Linked DNA regions of Pan troglodytes: region 2 is linked to region 1. Evidence: chromatin contacts called from public Hi-C data. All regions are on one chromosome and are shown on one strand. Each heading gives the region's core, a stretch centred on a gene start, on an enhancer-like site or on the middle of the called end of the contact. The rest is flanking DNA. Distances are from core to core; before and after follow the strand shown. Region 1 has its middle 30 kb from the start of HMOX1. Region 2 overlaps RBFOX2 (RNA binding fox-1 homolog 2).

The links. A called contact is a pair of places that touch in the nucleus more often than the background predicts.
Region 2: a Hi-C map of stem cell-derived neural progenitor cells shows a contact between it and region 1, with 4 times the contacts expected there. The contact joins two enhancer-like sites. A contact is called at or near these places in 1 of 7 Hi-C or Micro-C datasets (stem cell-derived neural progenitor cells) and 1 of 1 datasets of contacts at active chromatin or transcription factors (stem cell-derived excitatory neurons).

Annotation. Positions count from the first base shown.
Region 1 is chr23:37,451,046-37,455,814 of NHGRI_mPanTro3-v2.0_pri, forward strand. No RefSeq gene overlaps it. Among named protein-coding and RNA genes, the nearest start is that of HMOX1, 30 kb to the right of the region's middle. Within about 2 kb of position 2,361, at least 12 of the 24 cell types and tissues checked have an H3K27ac peak or open chromatin away from gene starts, as enhancers often do. A contact at or near this core is called in stem cell-derived neural progenitor cells, where this site is marked.
Region 2 is chr23:38,017,674-38,022,711 of NHGRI_mPanTro3-v2.0_pri, forward strand. The region is part of intron 2 of RBFOX2 (RNA binding fox-1 homolog 2); the gene reads right to left. It also overlaps the pseudogene LOC129138400. Among named protein-coding and RNA genes, the nearest start is that of RBFOX2, 110 kb to the right of the region's middle. Within about 2 kb of position 3,053, at least 2 of the 24 cell types and tissues checked have an H3K27ac peak or open chromatin away from gene starts, as enhancers often do. A contact at or near this core is called in stem cell-derived neural progenitor cells, where this site is marked.

The DNA of each region.
Region 1 (4,769 bases), core at 1,111-3,610:
CAGGCACCAAAGCTAAGTTGGGAAGACATGGCACACAGTTCCAGACGCTGGACCCCAGGTCAGGTGCAGGGGGTCAGCTCTTCCCTCCATGGCAGCTCAAGAGCCCCAGGTCTTAGGGTGCCACCTTTTCAGGTGTGGGATCTCTAGGCCAGACTCCCTGGGAGTCACTGCTGAGGCATGTTGGAGCCTCCTGGCCCAGGACACGGTCGGGGAACGGTGTGAGGCCAAAGCAATTGGGTCCACAGGGTCCTGGGCTCCTAGGAGAGGGCCGAGGTCTGTGTGAGCAGCCACTGATTCCCATGGGCAGTGGGCAGGCAGCACCTGCCATCTGAGGTATGGTCTGGAGCTGGGCATACAGGAGACCAGGCCCAGCCCAGCCCTCAAGATGGAGTTGGGGCAAGGAAAGCAGCTGGGGGCAGGCACACTGGTGCCAGGCAGGGGAGGGGGAGGCCCTGCCGCCATCAGGATGCTCATGGTCCAGGCCAGGCTCCCTCTGCCACATCCAGGGCATCTGTGAGCTCCTGCCAGGTGCCCTACCCTGGCCCGGCCCTTTCCGTACCTCACAACAGCCCCAGGGGGTCAATGGTGTTGGCCACCAGTTACAAGTGGGGAAACTGAGGCTGAGGGAGGAAGGGACTTGCCTGGTCATACACTAAGTAATGGAAGACTGGGACCCCCAACCTTCCTCACTGCTGCCTCACCTGCCTGCCCCACCCACACCCCACGGCCTGCTTCCCTCATTCTCTCCCTACTTAACTGGGGACCTCTTAGAGGGGAGTTGTGATTTTACAAGGATCAAAGCCAAGGCCTCCTCTCCCCTGTGTTAGCTGGGAAACCCAAGGAAACTTCCACAGATGGCCCCCAGGGCTGGGAGGGTCTCAGGTCCCTGCTAAGGGTGAAAACTGCCAGGTTGTTCATTCCTCCCTGTGGGTGCATCCCCTGGGAGCCAGCTGCACACAGCATAGCGCTAGGTGCCCGCCAGACAGAAGTGAAGCGGCCAGGTGCCAGCCCTGTGGGGTCACGTGGGAGGGAAAGGGACGAGAAAGACAGACATAAACTCAATCATTGTTTCACGCTGTGAAAAGAAGAAGATGGGACGGGACGCCCAGGGCCAGGAGGCTCTCTGTGAGGACGGCCTAAGGCTGCCGAGGTAAGATGGGGCGGGCTGGGCCATGGAGGGCCTTGAATGCCAGGCAGGAGGTGGCCCCTGCAGAGGTCTCGGCTTGGCTGGCTGGAACAGTTCCGGGCTGCCTGAAGGCCTCCTTCAGAGAGAAGGCTGCTGGGGCTGCGTGGGGGCTGGGGGGGGGGCGCTGGCGGGAATTCATCAGCGCAGTCAGGCTGGGTTCCCTGGCAGCAGGCTCTGTCTGAGGCCGCAGGCCTGGGTGGGATCACTTTACAGCTGCAGGAAGTCTTGGCCCCAAGAAAACGAGGGCCAGCTGTCTGGTGGGAGCCTTGGGTAGGAGCAGGGCCTCCACCTGGTACCACAGGGCAGGATTAATGAGGTGCCGCAGCTCCCGCTGGGCCCAGCTACATCGGAAGGCGCTGGGCCGGAGGCATGAAGGGGAGGGGTTGAGTGGAGCTGGGAGGGGCTGGTGGGCAGGGGAAAGGGCGCCTGGGGGGCAGCCTCAGGCCTGCCTTTGAGGAAGCCTTTTGCAGAGCCTCCACCGAGCCCTCTCCCTCCTGGCTCCCCTGGGCCACCACGATCCCACCCTGGGCCTGGACACCGACCCCTCCACCTCCTGCCCTAGTGTCAGTACCCACCTCCCAGACCGGCCACTTCTGGGCTGTGTGACCTTAGGCAAATTACTTAACCTTTCTGTGCTTCTGTTTTCTCACTGGTAAAATGGGCAAATAACACTCATAGGGTTGTTAGGGTTGACTGAGCCAACAAGTAACTCAGCACCTGCCATGTAGACAATGCTCTGTACATATTGTTATTGTCACGGATGGTTCCCCGCTCCCTTCCAGAATGGCCTCTGCTCCAGACACCTGGCTCAGAGCCCTGTCCCTCAGACTCCTCAGTAATTCTAGGGACCCCTGCTCTGCCTCTGGTATTGCCTTCCCAGCTCCAGAATAACGTCTGTCCCTACTCCCCACTGGGGGAGAACCAAAGGACTGTGTCTGTCTTTCCTCCTGGTCTGGGCTGCTAACCCTAAGAGGGTCAGGGCTGTCTTGATCCCGGCAACGCGGCAGGGTCCCCCTGGCGTTCCTGGACTGGGCTCTGCGGGCTCTCGGTAGGCGCTTTAGGAAGCCTTTGCCCGCTGCAAGGTGGCTGGAGGTAGGCCCAGTTCTGAGCACGGTCTATGGCCCCTGCTCAGGGTCAGTGTTTCAAGGCGACCACGAGATGGCAGTAGCACTGCATGTACAGGGCTTGCCGGGGCACTAGGGTGGAGTCCACCGCGGCCAAGTCAGCCCCTCCCGGGTACAGACACCGGGAGAAAGGGGCGGGTGCTGCCGGCTCCTGCCCGCTCCTGCCCCGCGCGAGCTCACAGGCGCGCGCGTGCACACACACACGCACACACGCCCTCTGACTGGTGGGGCTGAGTAACAATGGTGATGGGGCTGGGAGCTGGAGTCCGAGGGTCTGGCTTCACCGCCGGGCTCTGCTGTGGGACTGCACAAGGGATTTCATCTCTGGAAGCCTCAGATCTTCTTACACGTCCCGATTCACAGGGTTGTGGGGAGGATTTGGTGAGACAAGCTGGGAGCTCAGCTACGGGAGCTTTGGGTGGGCAAAAGCGAGCCCGGTCCCCTCCCTCTCTTTACAGAGCCCCGGTGTGCCGTTGCTGGGGCCCCTGCTCCCGCGCCTTCTCAGCCGACACGCTCAGATCCGTGTGCGTTGCCGTTTCTGACTGCACGTGTAGACAAATCATGAGCTCGCCCAGTAACTCCAGCTCTACCACAGATTCCTTCTCTTTCCCGCCCTTCCCCATGTGTAATTCCCTTCTCCAGCAGTGAGAAACCTGCTTCCCGCCGTCCTTCATTCCTTCTCTCCCTCCATCCCCGCAGAAACCAATCTCTGCCACCACTGCCCCGTCCTGCCCAGTGCCTCCCACCCTCTCCCCGTGGACCGCCACCACCCTGCCCCACAGACAGGCCCCTAGACACAGAAATCTTCTTTCTCACAGTTCTAGAGGCTGAAGTTCAACATCAAGGACGTGGACTCCATCTGTTCAGTTGGTTCCTTCCGGCCCCTCCGTGGCTGTATATGGTCATCTTCTCCCTGGGGCCTCACATCATATCCCCTCTGCATATCTCTATGTTCAAAAGTCCCATTTTTATAAGGACACCATTCATCAAGGATTAGAGTCCACCTAATGATCTATTGTACCTATTGTACCTTAATCACTTTTTTTTTTTTTTTTTTTGAGACAGAGTTTCACTCTTGTTGCCCAGGCTGGAGTGCAATGGCGCGATCTCGGCTTACTGCAACCTCCGCCTCCCAGTTCAAGCGATTATCCTGCCTCAGCCTCCTGAGTAGCTGAGATTACAGGCATGCGCCATCACACCTGGCTAATTTTGTATTTTTAGTAGAGACGGGTTTTCTCCATGTTGGCCAGGCTTGTCTCGAACTCCCAACCTCGGGTGATTCACCCGCCTCAGCCTCCCAAAGTGCTGGGATTACAGGTGTGAGCCACAGTGCCTGGCACTTCTTTAAAGGTCCTACCTCCAAATACAATCGCATTCTGATATACTAGGGATTAGAGATTCAACATATGAATTCAAAGGGACGAAGCAGCCCTGTATTGCCCTCTGCTGCCCTCTAGGCCCTGAGTCCATTCTCCCAGACACGCTGCTCTTTCGCAGGTGGCCACAGTGTCTTCAGAGGGGCTGCCACATGAAACACCCGCCTCCACTCCCTGCCCCCTGCCCCCTGCCCTAGTGGGAGTTTGAGGGTGGCTAGATTCATCCTAGGGCAGCCTAGCCTTAGGTCCGAGGATTAGCCATGGGACCAGGAGCGAGCAGGGGTGCCGGCAGCGTGGAGGGAGATACAGGTGCTGGGAGCTGGGCTGGGGCTGCTCTCCTGGTCCCCATGTCCGCTTGTTTTTTCAGAGCAGACCCAAGCGGGTAAGCTGGCAGGTTTCACTTCCACCCACCCTGGTACAGGGCGAGACTGGAGGAAGCAGCTTCGCCGGGCCGAATCCTCACCCCTTGCCTCTGACTCAGGACTCCTGTGACGTCTTCCTGCCCCTGCTGCAGGCTGGCCCTGCACCCTCTGTGCACCGTGGACCAGGCTGGCCAGCAGAGGGAAGGAACCCAAGCTGACCAGGGCCCCAGATCCCCAGTGGGTCAGAGTCAGGTTGGCAGGGCACTTGGACCTCTTGAGGCGGGTGAGAAATGTACAGACAGGGAAGTGGAGGCCCAGGGAGGGGAGGGGCCTGCCCTGACCAGTGTACTGCCTCCCTACCTGGTGCAGGGGCCCAGGAGGCTCTGTGTGCCAGCCCGGCCTGCCCGGGGAGGAAGCAGCCCCCACCCACGCACAAGCACAGGGAAGTCAGTGCAGGGTGGAGGGTGGGGACTCCTGGGGCCCCCTGTGTCAGGCCCAAGCACGGCCCAGGAGTCAGCCAACCCAGCTTCCAGTGGTGCACAGACACTGACTTCCTGTTTGATTTGGAGCAAGCCTTTTCCTCTCTCTGGGCCTCAGTTTCCCCATCTGTTAATCGGCTTGATTTAAGAGAGCGTAAGGCCCCTTTGCACTCTGCTTTTCTGCCCTATCAACCCCCAAATTCCATAATCCTCCTTCCAAAAAGGAAAGAAATACGAGGAAA
Region 2 (5,038 bases), core at 1,803-4,302, 570 kb after region 1:
TCAAGAAAGCCTGATAGCCTTGGTTTTCATAGTAGTCACCTATTCCTCCCATTTTAAATTAAGGAAAATAATCCTATTTATTGTCTCAGTCTCTTCACCTTTCTTTTCCCAACATAAAAACATGTTTTCCCACCATAAAAAAAATATATTAAATAAGATGTGGTATATCCACATAATGAAGTATTATTTAGCAATTAAAAAATGAAGTACTGCTATAACATGGATTGTGCTAAGTGAAAGAAGCCAGACACAAGGGACCACATATTCTATTGAGTCTATTTATATAAACTGTATACAGAATAGGCAAAATCTGTAGAAAAGTGGAGACCACTTGTTGCATAGGGCTGGGGAAGTAGTGGGCACAGAGGAATTAAGAAGTGATGATTGGCCAGGAGCAGTGGCTCACGCCTGTAATTCCAGCAGATTCAGAGGCTGAGGCGCGTGGATCACTTGAGGTCAGGAGTTCAAGACCAGCCTGGCCAACATGGCGAAATGCCACCTCAACTAAAAATACGAAAATTAGGCAGGTGGCATGCGCCTGTAGTCCTAGCTACTTAGGTGGCTGAGGCAGGGGGATAGCTTGAACCTGGGAGGCGGAGGTTGCAGTGAGCCGAGATCATGCTACTGCACTCCAGCCTGGGCAACAGAGTGAGACTGTCTCAAAAAAAAAAAAAAAAGAAAAAGAAGTGATAACTACGGGGAATGGAGTTTCTTGTGGAATACTAAAAATGTCCTAAAACTGACTGTGGTGATGGTGATGGCTGAATGATTGTAAACATGCTAAAAGCCACACACTTTAAATGGGTGAACTGTACAGTATGTGAATTATATCTCAATAAAGCTGTTTTAAAGTGCCCTTGGAGAGTATATCACCTCCTTTGGGAAGGAAATTTTAATGAGGGAACTTTGATTCTTCTAGCCATCCCTTGTTTCCAAATGCCTTCCTGCTCCTTCCTATCAATGATTCACTTTGCTATTCCCATCCTCTGCTCACTGCACTATCTAGCTCAGGTTTACACCTTTCCTACGAAAACGACTGGGCTATTAGTTTTGTTTTGTTCTTCAAGTCCACCTCCACTCTAGTGGACTTTAGTGTCCTTTCTTACACACCTAGTCTCCTTCTGTCCCAGCTCACATAGTAAAACAATACATATACACAGAATAGTGGCTAAACACCTGCCACACCATGAAAAAAAGAATGAGGATAAACGACCGCACAAAAGCACAGGTTTGGGAGTTTTAACTAATTTGGTTCCAATCAAAGCATTTGGCCAAGTTACTTTAAATGTCACTGTCAGTTTCCACTGCTGTAAAATGGGGAAAACTAATGTATCTAATTGCATGTGGTTATTATAAAAATTAAATGATTAATATGATGCCTGGTCATGAAGGTCCTCAATAAATAATAACTGCTATTTATGGAAGTCTTATGCCCAGTTTTTCTCATGCTGTCATTCGGCAGCTCAGCCTCTATGTCAAAAAGCCAACAATAAAAGCAGGCTGTTGGCGCCATCAAATTGTTCACCATCAGTATTCCTATTTGTTCTAACCCATCTAACTCACAGATCCCAGTCTATTCCTGATACTTTGGCTTTTTTACTTCAATTTGTTTTCTTATTTCTGGGCTCACTTTAACCTCAAACATGTTTAGTATTGCCTTTCCAGTTCCATGTCCCCTTCTCAACCAAAATCTGCTTACTGCCTTAATTTTATACTTTAAGCCACTCTGGACAAATTGTTTACCCACAGTACCAAAGCACTCAGTATCCTATTCTTCCTAAAAGCATATCATGAAATCAAAACAAGACGGACTTTAGAAAGAATTATGATAAAAAAGCTTACAACCTTACAAGGTACTACTTGGCAGCCATGAAATGATGCAGCAGACATAGCTAATGGCATGAAACGATGTTTATAATACAGTAGGGCTGAGCTGGAGGCATTTTACAAAAGTTTACAGAATATGATTGACATCTGGTAAGGAATTTTAAAATGTGTATATATGCAAACAGAGTTACGCTGAAACAAGATAATCAACAACAAAACGTTAAGATAAAGTTAAATATATTAAGGCAGATTTTATTCTATTCTTTTGATCTGCTGTATATTCTAAATTTTCTTCAATGAATGCAAATTACTTTTGTTTTAAAAAAATATTTTAAGGACTTTTAAAAAAGAATTAATTTAAAGATTGCAATGCCTCTTAGCATTTTCTTACCAGCCACTATAGTATGGCTCAGGAGTCAGAAAAACCAGGGTTCAAATCCCTATTCTACCACTTATTATATGTACGACTTTGGCACATCACTTAATGCTTTTAAGGCTTGCTGTTCTCATGTGGAAAATGAAGAGGAAACTCCTAGCCAAGTACTTGGCACATAGTCTTCCATAAATACCAGTGCCCTTAACTCTTCCACTCCTTTACCCTATGACAGTGGTTCTCAAGTTGAGTGTGTATAAGAATTACCAAAGCATGTTAAAACAGATTACTGGACCCCATCCTCAGAGTTTCTGATTCAGTAAGTCTGGGGAAGAGGCAGAGACCATGAATAAAGGTAAGTTCCCAGGTGATGCTGATGCGGCTGGATTTGAAGCCACACTTTGAGGATACTGCTCTAGGCAATAAGACTTACAAAGTCTTCTTACAACATGTTATACAGGTATGAAGTGCTCTTTCACATCAAAAGTATTTCAGGAATACATGCTCACTGGATACTGAATTAAATTAGAAGCTAATACTGCACATCCACCCAAAAGGCCAACCTTACAACATGGGATAATTCACCCCAGCACATTGAGGGAATTGGTCTTCCACTTAAAGCAGTCAGCAAATAACAATTATTAACACTGCATTTAGAATATTCTGGTTCCAGCATGGGAGAAAACATGAGAATGCAGACACAGATCAGACAAATGAAGAGATGGACAAGAGAATCCACTGCAAGAAGTTCTGTGCCTGTCTGGTAAATTCATCTGGGGCAGAGGGGCAGATTCTGTTGTGTCACAGAACACTTGCTTTGCTCTGGGTGCCCTCTGTTGACAAAAACTGACATAGCCACTTCCTTCCCTCCCTTTTCTCCTCCCACCCTAGGGCCAAGAGTCCCTCTAGTGTGACTCAGACTTGAGGCAAGGTTTCCAGTTAGAAAATTTTCCTAAGCCCATATGTAGGCAAGACAGACCTTTCCTTCCTCCAGCTTTCCTAAGTCCCCTTCTCTGTGTGCTTGTATCTGCAGCTTATCTCCAAACAGGTTAATTGTTTCAGGACCATGGAACAAAAAGTGAACAGCATTTAGCATAATGATATGTGAAATTTAAATCACAATTGCATTTCATTTTAGAAATGGCTAGTATTCACACAGAGGGAATAAACTGAGTTTGTAAATAGTGTCAAATACAATGTGAAACTCTGTTGGTATTAAGAATACTGATAAGGCCGGGCATGGTGGCTCATGCCTGTAATCCCAGCACTTTGGGAGGCCATCGTGGGCAGATCACGAGGTCAGGAGTTCGAGGCCAGCCTGACCAACATGGTGAAACCCCATCTCTACTAAAAATACAAAAATCAGCCGGGCATGGTGGCTAATTTTCCAGCTAGTCAGAAGGCTGAGGCAGAAGAATTGCTTGAACCTGGGAGGCAGAGGTTGCAGTCAGCCAAGATTGCGCCACTGCACTCCAGACTGGGTGACAGAGCTAGACTCCATTTAAAAAAAAAAAAAAAAAAAAACTAGACATGTCTAAATCAGGACTTTGGTCTATGGGCTACTTGTTTTTGTAGAACCCACACACAGACTACCAGCTAAGATAGCTTTTACATCTTGTAATGACTGAAAGAAAAAATCAAAAGAAAAACGACATTTCATGACATATAAAAATTATATGAAATTAAAATTTCAGTACCCACAAATAAAGTTTTACTAGAATAGAGCCACAATCTTTTGTTTACTATAATCTAAGCCTGCTTCCCTGCTACCGTGCCAGAGTTCCTGAGTAGCTCTAACAGAGACCATATGGCCCAGATGCTCTCAGATGCTTTACAGAAAGTTTGCCCCCTCCTGTTTTAAACTATTGATAAATGTGACACCTGAACCTTCAGTCAGGTATGAAGTGCTGGGTTTGAAGTCCTATGGCTCTGTCTTAGCAATGACTTCCCCCAACATTTAGTGTGAGTCCTGCACGTGGTGAGGGGTCAGCCTACACTGCCTAACACACTCCCCTTGCATCCACAGAAGCTGAAGGTACTGTGCTAGATTTCTGGCATGTTTTTTGGCTAATACTTATCAGCAATCCTATAAAAGCATCCCATCTTACAAATGAGGAAGTAAGCCTAAGGGAAGTTAAGTATCAGTCCAAACTGGAATTTGAACTCAGGTCTGTCTGACACCAGAGTTCTTTGATCATTCCTCACTGGTTTTCAAACTGTCTTCCAGTCAGCAGAGCCTTATGGGGGAAAGGGCTCCAGGCCTTTCATATCTTTTTTTTCTTTTTTCTTTTTCCTTTTATTTCCCCAACTTCTTACACTTCCATATTGTTTTAGAGATAGGGTCTTTTGTCGCCCAGGCTGGAGTGCACTGGCACAGTCAGCTCACTGAAGCCTCGAACTCCTAGGTTCAGGCCATCCTCTTGCCTCAGCCTCTAGAGTAGCTGAGACTACAGGTGCACACCACCACATCTGGCTAACTTCCAAATCTTTTCTAGGAGGACCATTCCATTTGCCTTTTAAATAAATTGTGGCCAAGGAATTGGTTTTTTTTAAAAAGCCAATTTTATGCCACTTATTACCACCCTTGGCAAATCTCTCAGGAAACTGCAAATCTTGATTTCCTCATCTGCCAATGGAGATTAAAACCCTTCCCCCCAACCCAAATAATAAAGACTCACTGGGGTCTTACCAAAGATCAAATGAGAATGGGTATGAAAGCAATACCCATTACAGGTATTACAGCAATACCTGTAAACTATACAGGACTATAGATATATAACACATAACTATCACCCCTTAGTAAATAGGGAAGCAAGTGGGGAACATAATGTTTGCTGC